Regions from separate parts of the Mus musculus genome. Here regions 1 and 3 are each linked to region 2. Evidence: chromatin contacts called from public HiChIP or PLAC-seq and promoter capture Hi-C data. All regions are on one chromosome and are shown on one strand. The core of a region is the stretch at or near the end of the contact, and the rest is flanking DNA. Distances in the headings are between cores, read along the strand shown. Region 1 holds the start of Cers2 (ceramide synthase 2). Region 2 holds the start of Prpf3 (pre-mRNA processing factor 3). Region 3 holds the start of B230398E01Rik (a long non-coding RNA gene).

Region 1 (3,634 bases), core at 859-3,358, 540 kb before region 2:
TCTGGTACAGCTGAGTGTGTTAGTTCACACCTGAAAATCCAAACCGTAGGAGGATTTTGAGTTTGGAACCGGGCTGGGCAACATAGTGAGATACTTTCTCAAAAAGATTAAAAATACATCCCAGGACAGCCAGGGCCACAGAGAGAAACTCTGTCTCGAAAAAACAAACAAACAAATGAAGTATCTGGTGGAAACCATGGGAAAGCCAAGTATTAAAAAAAAAAAAAAAAAAGAAAAGAAAAGAAAAGAAAAAGAAAAGAAAAAGGGACAATTCATCAAGAACGGTGGGGAGGGGTTAAAAAGGGTTAGCCAGTGCCCAAACAGCAGACTTGGTTGGAAAAAGAAGTGAGGGTGTATGTGTGTGCGCGTTGCAGAAGATTTTAGGAAGGCTACTGAAGAGGGATAGAGCAGAGTGCAGGGGACAGCCAGGCTTTTGTGGTGTATCATCTGTGCTGGGGTCTCACTGCAAGGACCAAGTGGGCAGACAGGCTGGAAATCATCCACTGCCTCTCTAACTCCCCAAACAGACAAGATCGAGAGCCAAACTCTCACACTAGAGTAGTGAGGTTACATCTCTTCCTAAGATCACAGGCAAAGCCCTGGTGCTAGAAGGCAGGCATACATTGTGAGGCAAGCCTCTGGCACAGGCTTAATGATGACAGACAAACGGCGGGGCTGGAGAGATGGCTCGGCGGTTAAGAGCACAGGCTGCTCCTTCAGAGGACCTGGGTTCATAACAAAGGCGGGAGAGACAGCTCAGCTGTCATGTTCTTACTTACAGAGGACCCGTTTGATTCTCAGCACCCACATAGCTGCTTACAACCTTATATAACTCCAGTTCCAGGGAATCTGATATCCTCCACTGACCTTGTTGGCCACCAGACATTCGTGGAACACATGCATACATTCAGGCAAAACACTCACACACATAAATTTAAAAAGAAAAAACAAAACTATTTTATGAAGGTTTAAAAAAAAACATAGTCTCCCAAATGCTGGGACTGTGCTTGGGCATGAGATGTGAAATTGCACCAGGCAGGGTTTTGGTTTTGTTTTGTTTTGTATTTTTTTTGGTTTTTCGAGACAGGGTTTCTCTGTGTAGCCCTGGCTGTCCTGGAACTCACTCTGTAGACCAGGCTGGCCTTGAACTCAGAAATCCGCCTGCCTTTTCCTCCCAAGTGCTGGGATTAAAGGAGTGCGCCACCACTTCCCAGGGGATAGTTTTTAAAGCATTTTTTACATGGAAGAAGCTAAGCTTAACTCTCCCGGTTAAGGGTCACTTGACAACTTAGTCAAGTTCTGTCCATAATGGGAGTATGGGAGATGGGAGTTAAGGCTGCTGGGCGCTTTCTCTCTCTCTCTCCCCCCCATCCGTCCCCTTATTTATTAATTTATATGAGTACAATGTGGCTGTCTTCAGACGCACCAGAAGAGTGCATGGGATCCCAGATAGTTGTGAGTGACCATGTGGTTGCTAGGAATTTAACTCAGTATCTCTAGAACAGCAGTCGGTGTTCTTAACCGCTGAGCCATGTCTCCAACCTGCTGCTCTCTTCTTGAGGCATAGATTTTATGGGACTATTTAAGGGAAAACAGGTTCTAATACGAAACTGATCACGGCTAACCATAGTGTAGCCTGGAGTACATTTTACAAAAGGTTTGAGTAGCTCTGTTAGGACTCTAAACAGCAGGGCTGGGGGAGGGGGCATTGTGGATCTCACCGTAGGGAGCATCGGGATCTGTGCAGGGTTTTCTCCGCGTGCACCCTTCCTCTGATGCCCAGTGAAGCCGGACGATGGGATTGTAGCATTCAACCCGGGGGTAAATCATGGGCTGAGGTCGCCGACCACACCAGGGCCGCGGGGTTGGGCAGAGGCAGCCAGCTCTGAACTGCTCTGGGCTCAAGCACCAGGGGGTCCCTGACCAATGTCCGGGTGGGCCGCAACCGCGCCACTCAGAGACCCAGGCGCCCTGCGGGGCACGTGCCACCCGCCCCGTCGGGGCTCCTCCGCTCCATAGGCGCAGCGCAGGGTTCCGGGCACCGGGCCCCGCCCGGCCGCGGCCCACACCCAACTCAGCTCCGCTACTGGGCTCGGCCTGGGCTCGCCGGGGCTCGGCGGGCAAAGGAGGAAGGAGGGAGGGAGCCGCGGGCAGCGGAAGGGGGAGGAGAGGACCCGGCCCAGTCAGTGCGCACCGGCCGGGCGCTAGAAGTGGGAAACGGAGTAGCGGCGCCCGGGCCGGAGCAGCTCTGCACCGGACGCCGAGTAAGTCTGTGCGCGGGTCCGCGAGGGTGGCGGGGCAGTGACGGGCGCGGGGGCTCAGGGTGCAGCTCGGAGGGAGCGGGGCCTCCACCGGCTCATGGCGGCCGGCCTGCCGGAGGGCGGGCCGAGCGCTGCTGGAGCGGGCGATCCGGGCCCGGCTGGGGCCTCGGACCAGAGAAGGCCTGCGGGGCAACAGGTAGGGGGACTGGGGCCGGGCGCTCGCTCAGGATCCATGGTACAGACGCCCCTTTGTTAGGAGTGGAGCAGTAGCGGACCTTCGGTGCTAGAAGCCCCTGCGGGCCCGCGTGCGTCCTGGGGCCTGAGTGTGGAGGCCGAGGAGGAACGGTGGCGGCCCCTGCTGTTGCTGCTGTTGCTGCTACTGCTACCGCCGCCGCTGCCGCCTCTGTTTCTGACCCCCTTGTGCCCATCCCAAGAGGGAGGTCAGAGTGTCCATGTGCCTAACGGGAAACAGGAAGGAGTACACTCTTTAGTGTCTGTCCCGGCCCCAAAGGGCTCACATTCCTATACCGTTATGGGGCGTGTTTGGCCAGCTCTGGGTTGTAACTTGCTAATTACAGGCCCAGAGGCCCTCAAGTTAGTTGGCTACCTGCAGGTGGGTGGCATTTCTTTTTAGCCTGAGCTTGGGAATTCCTGTGCCTAAGCTGCACTCCTGGCATCCAAACCAGATCTCACTTATCCGAGTTTCCAGCCTCAGCTGTCAGGGTGTTCTAAGCGCTGTGAGGTCTGGAGTGAGCCGGTCTTCCCCAGAACTGAGTTAGGGAAGGCCTCCCCCAGAAATTACTTCTGTTTGTGTGAGAGCTGGGGTAGGGGGTCACTTCCCATCCCAGAGCTAAGGTGACTGTCTTGCATTTGTGATGGGGCCCCTAAGGTCAAATATTCCGTTCCTTAGGTCTTGTTTCTGGCCACATAGTGCCTAATTTCTAAGGGGTGTGGTGTGGTGTGCTGTGTGTGTGAACTAGTTCTGGTGCCTCTATTCTCACTGGAGCCTCTGACTAGGTTTCTCTCTGTCGCTGGCCACAGGGAGACTGACATTGTACAGTTCCTTTCAACACTACCCCATTTGCCGCTGCTACTTCAACCTACTGGCCTCTCCCTGTCTCTGGAAGGCATATTCTTATATAGTGTTTGGGGTTGGAGCAGGGAAGTTTGTGAAACATCCCAGAGAAGCCTGAGGCCACGGTTGTCACAGCCTCACCCCTTAGCTTTACCAGAATCTGCCCTGTATTTTTGGGCTCATACTTTAGCCCGAAGCAGTTGACTTCTATTGCTCTTCAATATCTAGAAAGAAGTTCTTTTTTTTTTTTTTTTTTAAATGGTTGTTGATTTTGTTTTTTTTTTTTTTTAGATTTATT
Region 2 (3,956 bases), core at 180-2,679:
ACCTCCTCTTAGCACTGCCATGCATCTTAGTATGATCTGGGAATTACTCTTTCAAGATGTTTAAAGACATCTAAAAAATGCAACCTCAGAATGATCATACAAGCCTGTGATCCCAGCACAAGGGGAATCAGGAGTTCAAGTCCAGCCTTGGCTACAGAGTTCAACATCACCGGTGGCTACATGAGACCTTGTCATAAAAAAAAAAAAAAAAAAAAAAAGATGCAGTCTAATTAGCTCCTACATTCTTGACAGATTTCTCTCTCATAAGATCTGTCAATACACAGTATTTAATACATCTGAATGAATCTGGAAGGCTGTTTCTCAGTGACAACTTTTATGAATAATCCTGGGATAGCTTTTTTGGGCCATCATGAGATAGCAGTATACTGCCTATCAAAAAGAAAGCAACCACAGGCACTAAAAGTGGAGAAGAAAGCCCATTTAAGATAGAATATAGTAAGCACCACCATTCATAAGCCCTTAGGAAAGCAAGTTAATTCCCGAGAGCCTCAGTATACTTATCTTAGAAAATGAGACATCTGGTATAACACTCCATTCAATAAATACTTAAGTTACTATTTCTTGTCAAGCAGAATACTTACTGCATGTAAGGACACACACAGCAGTGAACAAAACAGCCAAGAATCCTCATGTTAATGGGACTTACAACCCACTACAATTGAATAATAGGCTAGAAAGTTTAAGCAATTTTCAAAATCCAGAGTAATAGGTGAAGCATATTAAGCATATTGGATGTAAGCTCAAGAAATATACTAACAAATGGATGTCTTCAAATTCGACCCGAATGTGCAAACGAAACAGTCAATGGATAAGAAAGTTTCAGTCAGTAGAGTTGTCACTAACCAGATGTTCAACTCTAATAGCGAGGGGGCGTCAGCGTCGGTGGGGGGCTGGGGGGTGGAGGGGAAGGGGAAGGGGAAGGGGAGGGAGGCAGAACGCTGTCTTCTGAATGAGCAGGTAGCAGAATCTCATCTTCCGAAGGGATTCCTTACTTTTCTACGCTACAAGCCCCTGGAACCCCATGCTCCGGTCTTTGCTATCTTCCCACCTGGCCCCGGCCCCACCGAGTCCGCGCTAACTCCTCACCTCAGGGCAGGTTTGCCCACCCTGCTGCTTCCCGCCCCCGCCCTTTGCCTTCAGCCAGCCCATTCTGACTTCTTCCCCGGACAGAACCAGGGAGTCCTCCCAGCCTGCTTCCCGCCGAGCACTCCCGCCCTGTCCAGCCGCTCGCACCGAAGGCTACAGCCTTTCGGGCGCGGGGCCACTACTCACCTCACAAACTTCAGCCCCTGAGACGGAGCCCGAACGTTACACCGGAACCGGAAACCTTCCGGTTGCCCTACGGCCCGCCGTCGCTACCGCCACACACCGCCACGCTGCGGTCCCTACGGCACGTGACTACGGAAGGCGGGGCCTCAGCTGCGCAGCCGCGGTATCAAGGTGCCGGCCGCGGGGCGCACGCGCCGCGGGATCCTAAAGCCTAGTCCGCGGGTTGTCCCGGAGCGATGCCAACGTTAGTTCGGGCATTATTTCCCGGAGCAGAAATCGGTTGGCATCACATTCCCTCGGGTCCAAAGAGTTAGTGCGCTAAGATTATCACTTAGAACTAAAAGCAAGGACGTCCACATTCGTACTCAAAGTGTCCTTTCTAGTTTAAAAAAAAAAAAATTGTGATCTCTAGCATTAGCTGCCCTCCCTTAACTTTGCCTCCCTAATTTAAAATCGATACCAGAGACCAGGCAACAAAAAAGAACAGATTCAGAGCTATCCCCTGGCTTCCCATTCGCCAATGAAACACCAAAACCTGCCTCACTTCCTAACCTCTAGGGATAACAGTATTCCAATTGCTAGCTCAGCCTCAGAAACCAGACTACTTTCTCGCTTGTCGCTTTCTGCCTTGCATGGCTCTTTACTAAGAAAACTACAAGATTTGCACTCCACTCTACTTCGGGTTTGTGCTCAAATTAGCCTTAGAGAAGCCTTTCTGGCCGCCCTATTTAATTTTGATACTTGACGCTCTAGAGTCCCACTTTTTTTTTCTTTTTTCTTTTTTTTTTCCTTATTGTACTTGTAGTATCATCTACCGTATTCATAAAAGTTAACTTAGGCTTTGTACTAGTCAGGGTTCTCTAGAGTCATAGAACTTATGGGTAGTCTCTGTATAGTAAGGGGATTTGTTGATGACTTACAGTCTGTAGTCCAAGTCCCAACAATGGGCAGCAGCAGCTATGAAAGGAAGTTCAAGGATCTAGCAGTTGCTCAGTCCCACAAGACAAGCAGGTGGAGAAGAGAGAGAGAATCTTCCTTCTTCCAATGTCCTTATGTAGGTCTCCAGCAGAAGGTGTGGCCCAGATGAAAGGTGTGTGCCACCAAGCCTTCAACTCAAAGATCCCCCAGTCTTAATTTTCTGGAATTTATAGCCACTATGCCTCAAGATCTCCGTGCCAAGATCCAGGTCAGAAATTGTATATCTCAGCCTCCAGATTAGGATCACAGGTGAGCCTTCCAATTCTGAATTGTAGTTCATTCCAAATATAGTCAAGTAGATAACCAGGAATAGCCACCACACGCTTAGTGCTTATACTTACAGTAACACTCATACAATTAAGTACTTAATAAATACTTGTCTACCATGGCAAGTTCCCCACTACACATCCCCCAAATAAAATGTAAAACTTTTTTTTTTTTTTTTTTTTTTTTTTTAAGGAATGGCAGTTCCTCTGGGAAAGGTGGGGGTAGTGGATAGAGGTTAGATAAGGGACATCAAATGCAGTTAGGTAAGAGAAAGTACTTCTGGGACTGGAGAGATGGCTCAGTGGTTAAGAGCACTGACTGCTCTTCCAGAGGTCCTGAGTTCAATTCCCAGCAACCACATAGTGGCTCTGTAATGGGATCTGATGCCCTCTTTTGGTGTGTCTGAAGACAGCTACAGTGTGCTCGTATAAATAAAATAAGTTTATCTTTAAAAAAAAAAAAAAGCCGGGCAGTGGTGAGAAACCCTGTCTCGAAAAACCAAAAAAAAAAAAAAAAAGAGAGAGAGAGAGAAAGTACTTCTGGTAGTCTATAGCATGTGCCACTATGCCCAACTTTAACTCATTTTTATGCTCATGAATATCCAATTTCCTGATACTATTATTTGCTTTGTTTGAGGCAGAGTCTCACGTAGCCCAGGCTGGCCTCAAACTCACTATGCAGATGATCTTGAACTCCTGATATTCTCACTTCCATCTCTTAAATTCTGAGATTACAGGCCTGAACCACCAAACCAAGCTCTCAGGCTGTCCTTTCCCTGTTTGAATAGTTTTGGCAGTTTTGGCAAAACTCAGATGAAGGCCTGCTCTGTAGGTAGAGGTGTTTTACAACGGCACCAGTTTGCTTCCAGGATCCCCTAAGGCAGCAGGAGAAAATTGACTCCTTGGAGTTGTTTTCAGGATTCCACAGGCACATAAACACAGAAGACCAGAACTTGGGATTCAGCTCAGTAGTATAGTACTTGTCTAGCATGCTTCAGACCCTGGGTCTGATGTCAGCACTGCAATAACATCAACTATCTGACATATATGAGTTTACTTTGTACTCTTCTATCCATCCACATCTGCCCCTATCAAAACATCTATATTTCCTTTATTCCTCTCGTAACCCCTTTGAAGAAGAGACTTCTATTTCCCCCTCCCTTCTCCTGTTGGAGATGATGTTTTCTTCAGATTGTCTCTGAATTCCTGGGCTTAGGTAATCTTCATTCTTTAGCATGAGCAGTTAGGACTAAATGTGTGTGTGTGGTGTGTGTGTGTGTGTGTGTGTGTGTGTGTGTGTGTGTGTGTGTGCTCTCTCGAGTGTGCATGCATGCCACCGTGAATACTTAGGACTAAGCTTGGGTGTCACTGTGCCTCGCTCTTTTTGTCATTTCCTCATGATGGAAACAATTCAGAAAAAAA
Region 3 (4,128 bases), core at 1,574-4,073, 870 kb before region 2:
TTAGTGCCACCCTCCACTATACATCTAGAAAGAGTGGGAAAAGTACCCAGTGAGTAGCCAAGCGCTCTGATGTCCCAGACAGCTGTGCTTCAGTCCTCATCTCTGGCTCACTGTTGGTAGGCTCTAGTCCTGGTTGCCAGCCAAGCCTAGGAAAGAAGGGATTAAAAAAATGAAGACTTTGCACCATTGGAATGCATATGCCCATGTCCTGGCATCTGACTCTGTGTGGTATAAACCACCTACATAGTTAATACAGTAGAGTTTCTTTCAAGGAGAGGGATGTCAGTGGATAGAGAAAGGAAATGCAGTAGGCAAGGAAAATTCAGAGCCTATTCACCCTGGAAATGTATTTTATTATGATATTTTAATGATACTAAAACTAAATGTGCCAGCATTTATTGGCCATTGATATGCTGGGCAGCATGCCAGATGTACGTGGAATCCTCACAACAACTTTAAGTGGTGTGATTTTACCCATGAGGAATAGGCTTAGAGAAGTTAAATGACTGCTAAGGTCACTCAGTAGTGACTATTAGACCGGGAGCCCAGTCCATAGCTCGTGCTCATAGTCACTGCTGAGCTGCCTAGGTTATTTCTCAGCATCTGCTTCCCCAGATCCCAGCTGTAAGAGGTCATTGGAGAAGAAGAGCCCAGGATGTGACAACCTACACTTCCACATTCACGTATAGACAAAGCCCAAGCCATTCTGGGAGCTAGGTCAGACTGTTTCCATTTCTGTTTAGTTTGGCAGCAGAGTCCAGGGTCTAGAAAGGGAGGTCGCTGCAAAGCAAGAAGAATCCAGACCTTGGTGGAACCGAGGTCCTAAAGGTCTTGAGCTTCTCCGGAAGCTGTCTCATGGAAGGTCAGAGCTGGTCAGAGTGAGTGTGCTTCTGGGAGGGGTTCACTGGTACCTCCTGTCTGGCTTGACTTTTCCCTGTATCTATTTTTTAGTCTGCATCTTAGGACCAGAAAAGCAGAGGCCTTAGGGTTTCTCTTACCCTGTGCTGGTCTGGGGTCCCTCTTCTATGCATCTAACTTCTGCTGCAGGATTATGGATGGCTCTGAGAGGCAGGTATTCTATGAGTGTTTAAATCTCTAGGGTGGGTTCTCCAGTTGCCTTTCTTCCCCACCTGGCTCCTCTTGGGTTACTAGATCCAGAAAAGGAAAAAGATCACACTTCCTGAGGCCCTTCTGGGTTATCTGATGCTGGAGTTAAGTGAGGCACTTAACTCCACTGAGGCTCCTTAGGAAATAAACATAAATACCGCTAGGTTTCTAGGCATGGAGACTTCAGCTTAGGAATTACTGCCAGTCCCTTTCGATATTTTGATGATATGCCAATTAACTAACGCCTTTGTGCTTGAGGTACCAAGGGAAATGGTTTCCCTTTCTTCCTCCATTATATGAAACATTCACTAAACAACTAGCTGTTTCCCTGTACAGTGTGCAAAAGGATGGAGGATAAAATACTGTTCTTGGACTAGGAACTGATAAAGTTTAACAAAGCTCTAGCTCCAATATAAGGATCTAGTTAGTGTATATCTTGATTAAAAAGTTTACGGAAGCATTAAGTATGCACGTGCCTTACTAAAATGAACTACACATTTTTCTAAAGCCCAGGCAAGACATTGTATAGGAGAATTCCTGGGTGTGCCCTGACACTGGCTCCCAGTCTTGGTTGTCCTTGCGGGTTCTGGTTAATCCCGTGTTCCTCCCACTATGGAGGAGCTCCAGAAGAGTGAAATGGGGGCTCCGGGAGAGAAGAGGCCCAGGGCTACTTTCTTCCTGGAGTCTCCATACAAAACTCTTCTTCATTGGCCAGATCTCACAGAAGTTTCCATGTTCTTATGAGGATTCCTTTATGTTCCCTACAGACTCACATACACCCCCCCCAAAAAAGCAGTTCTTAGCCTCAATTTTCCTTCCTATTTGTAGCCAAATGATAAATATTTTGCCATAGAGTTGGCAAGGTGGCACAAGAATCAGAGAGTGATTTAGGAACCAACCCTTAATCACACCCTCCCCTACATAATGACACTTCAAAGAGATTAGCTTTGTCTTTTCAGGACTGTAACCTTTGTACAGAGGCATCTGCTGCATGTCACACTGGAAGCCTTTCCAGCCTGATAAGGGTGTGATGTCAGCTCCTGGCTTCAGCTTCACTCCCTGAAGCTGACTCAGTACAAGTGACTCAGGCCCAGGGAGTAGGAGGAGAACAGATCATGAGACCCTACTGTCTGCCATGGACATTAATGAGCCCACTGGGGCCTGTCTGGGAGAGGATCAGCTAGGCCAATTTTCTGCCTTTTTTCTTCTGCAACTAGCATAAGTATAGAAGTTGGACCAGCAGATTATAACAGATTCTGACATCTTCACTGCCTCTTTCCTTCCCACTTCTACCCAAAGTAGAAGAGTTGTAGCCTTAGCAGGGTGTTTCCAAGTGTGACTACACCCTGCAAATGATCTTCTGCCTAAATTCTTGAGGAAAACCCAAATGTAGTGCCTCTATCAAGAACTTCAGTCATAGAATTGAATTAAGCAGAGGCTTGAAATGCTAGCTATAGAACAGAGTGCAATGGCCACTGCCTTCTTGCTCTAGGAATTCTCAAGACTTTCCTTTAGTCCAGACCCCCCTCTCTTGCTCCTGTTCCTGCTGCCTGCCCAGGTAGGATATAGTGTATAGAATCCAGGATGGATGGCCCAGTCCATGAGTGCTATTCCACGATTACTGAAGGAGCTGTCCCTCACTTTGTTCCCAGATACCAGCTAGCACAGGGGAGGGATGTTGTTTATTTTGTAATTTTTTATTTGTTTTCTAAGAAAGACTCAGTATGTAGCCTGGGCTAGCCTTGAGCTCTTGATCCGCCTGCCTCAGCCTTGTAAGTACTGAGGTTACAAGCATGTGTTACTGCCCTCAGCTGAGGTGATATTTAGATTATTGGGATCTAAACTTTGGGCTGGAATCAAGATTGCCACCGCCCTTCTAATTAGCTTTCTCAGGTGGATTTAGTTAGGATCTAATTGTCCAACATACATCAAAAAATACAATATATTTAGTGTCATGTGCAGTAGCCTGATAGTAAGCCTAAGAAGGTTTGGAAGAGATAAGACTGCATTTTTTGAGCATCCAGCCCACAGCTTTCAGGTTCATGGGTTTGGGATGCCCTTTGTCACACAGGTTCAAGGTTGGGATTAGGCTTCCTAGGGTGATCGCAGGGCTGACTGAGAGGAGTTTAGCTCTTCCTGAGATTACCAAGAAGCTACAAGAACATCGACTTTGTACCACAAGGGTCTTGCAGTTTTTGGTTGTCCCCTTGAGGACAGGGTTGGTTGAAGGCATGTGAGTGAGTGGTATGAAAGAAGTGAGCCTCTAGGATTTTGATCTAAAAGGAAGATTTGTTCAGGTAAGAACAGGAGATAAAACAGAAAACAGAAGGTGCCTTGGCCTTCAGCTTTTGATCTCAAGGTCTGAGCTGGCCTTCCAACATCCCACAGATGTCTAGACTCTGGGCAACTGGCAGTTTCAGGCTGACTGTCTTTCACTAAAGCAGATATAGCTGCACAAGAGAAGCAGTTATGAACCAAGTTGGAGCTAAATTCTTTGCCTTTGTCTCTTTCCCTCCCCCCAACCCCACCCTTTCTTCCCCTTGCCCTCTGGCCCTTTCCCAGGAGCTCTCCTCCAGCACCGAGAGTATTGATAATTCATTCAGTTCCGTAAGTGGGGCCAGGCTGGGACTGGGTGGCAGGCTCCACACGTGGCCGCATTTCCTCTCCGTCCCATGTCTTCTAAGACCAATGAAGACCCCTTTGACTCCCAGAGATTCGTATCTCCCTGCCAGGCTTTCAGACCTGGCGGCATTCCCTCTGAGCTTTAGTGCCCTGACAGGCTCAGCTGATCCTTTGCTCACAGACGGCAGCTGGAATGTTGTGCTGCTTAGTCCTAGCCCCTCGGTCTCTGGAGCAAACAGCTGGGAGAGGTAGAATTTACTCCTGGATTAGAGCCAAGGACTGCTTGGCAGAAACCTCCAGTATCCCATTTCTCCCACCAAGAACCCTTTCCTTATGGCTTCTGCCATCAGCCCATCAAATATTTATTCAGTTTTCTAAATGTTAGACCCTGTGCTGGCT

Evidence for each region. Promoter capture Hi-C pulls out the DNA fragments that hold promoters and counts their contacts. HiChIP or PLAC-seq counts read pairs in DNA pulled down with a chosen protein or histone mark.
Region 1: a contact with region 2 is called in a promoter capture Hi-C map of pre-B cells, with 4 times the contacts expected there. The contact joins the promoter of Cers2 here to the promoter of Prpf3 in region 2. A contact is called at or near these places in 18 of 39 promoter capture datasets (the 3T3-L1 cell line, 3T3-L1-derived adipocytes, the SN4741 cell line and 11 more), 4 of 484 Hi-C or Micro-C datasets (cerebellar granule neurons, cortical neurons, embryonic stem cells and 1 more), 5 of 115 datasets of contacts at active chromatin or transcription factors (the NIH/3T3 cell line, craniofacial prominence, differentiating embryonic stem cells and 2 more) and 4 of 9 other capture datasets (adipose tissue, liver, macrophages and 1 more).
Region 3: a contact with region 2 is called in an H3K4me3 HiChIP or PLAC-seq map of bone marrow-derived macrophages, with 5 times the contacts expected there. The contact joins the promoter of B230398E01Rik here to the promoter of Prpf3 in region 2. A contact is called at or near these places in 2 of 39 promoter capture datasets (liver and neutrophils), 1 of 115 datasets of contacts at active chromatin or transcription factors (bone marrow-derived macrophages) and 1 of 9 other capture datasets (adipose tissue).

What each region holds. Positions count from the first base shown.
Region 1 is chr3:95,313,082-95,316,715 of GRCm38.p6, forward strand. It overlaps Cers2 (ceramide synthase 2), which reads left to right and starts at 2,109. Exons shown (of 11, transcript NM_029789.2): 1 at 2,109-2,264. It overlaps Anxa9 (annexin A9), which reads right to left and starts at 2,099. Exons shown (of 14, transcript NM_001379545.1): 1 at 1,722-2,099. It overlaps LOC115489748, which reads right to left and starts at 2,715. Exons shown (of 2, transcript XM_030252979.1): 1 at 2,676-2,715; 2 at 1,663-2,483. The coding sequence starts at 2,715. The coding sequence ends at 1,681.
Region 2 is chr3:95,854,456-95,858,411 of GRCm38.p6, forward strand. Prpf3 (pre-mRNA processing factor 3) reads right to left here and starts at 1,430. Exons shown (of 16, transcript NM_001316751.2): 1 at 1,294-1,430.
Region 3 is chr3:94,985,634-94,989,761 of GRCm38.p6, forward strand. B230398E01Rik (a long non-coding RNA gene) reads right to left here and starts at 2,824. Exons shown (of 4, transcript XR_003954666.1): 1 at 47-2,824. The region is part of intron 2 of Pi4kb (phosphatidylinositol 4-kinase beta); the gene reads left to right.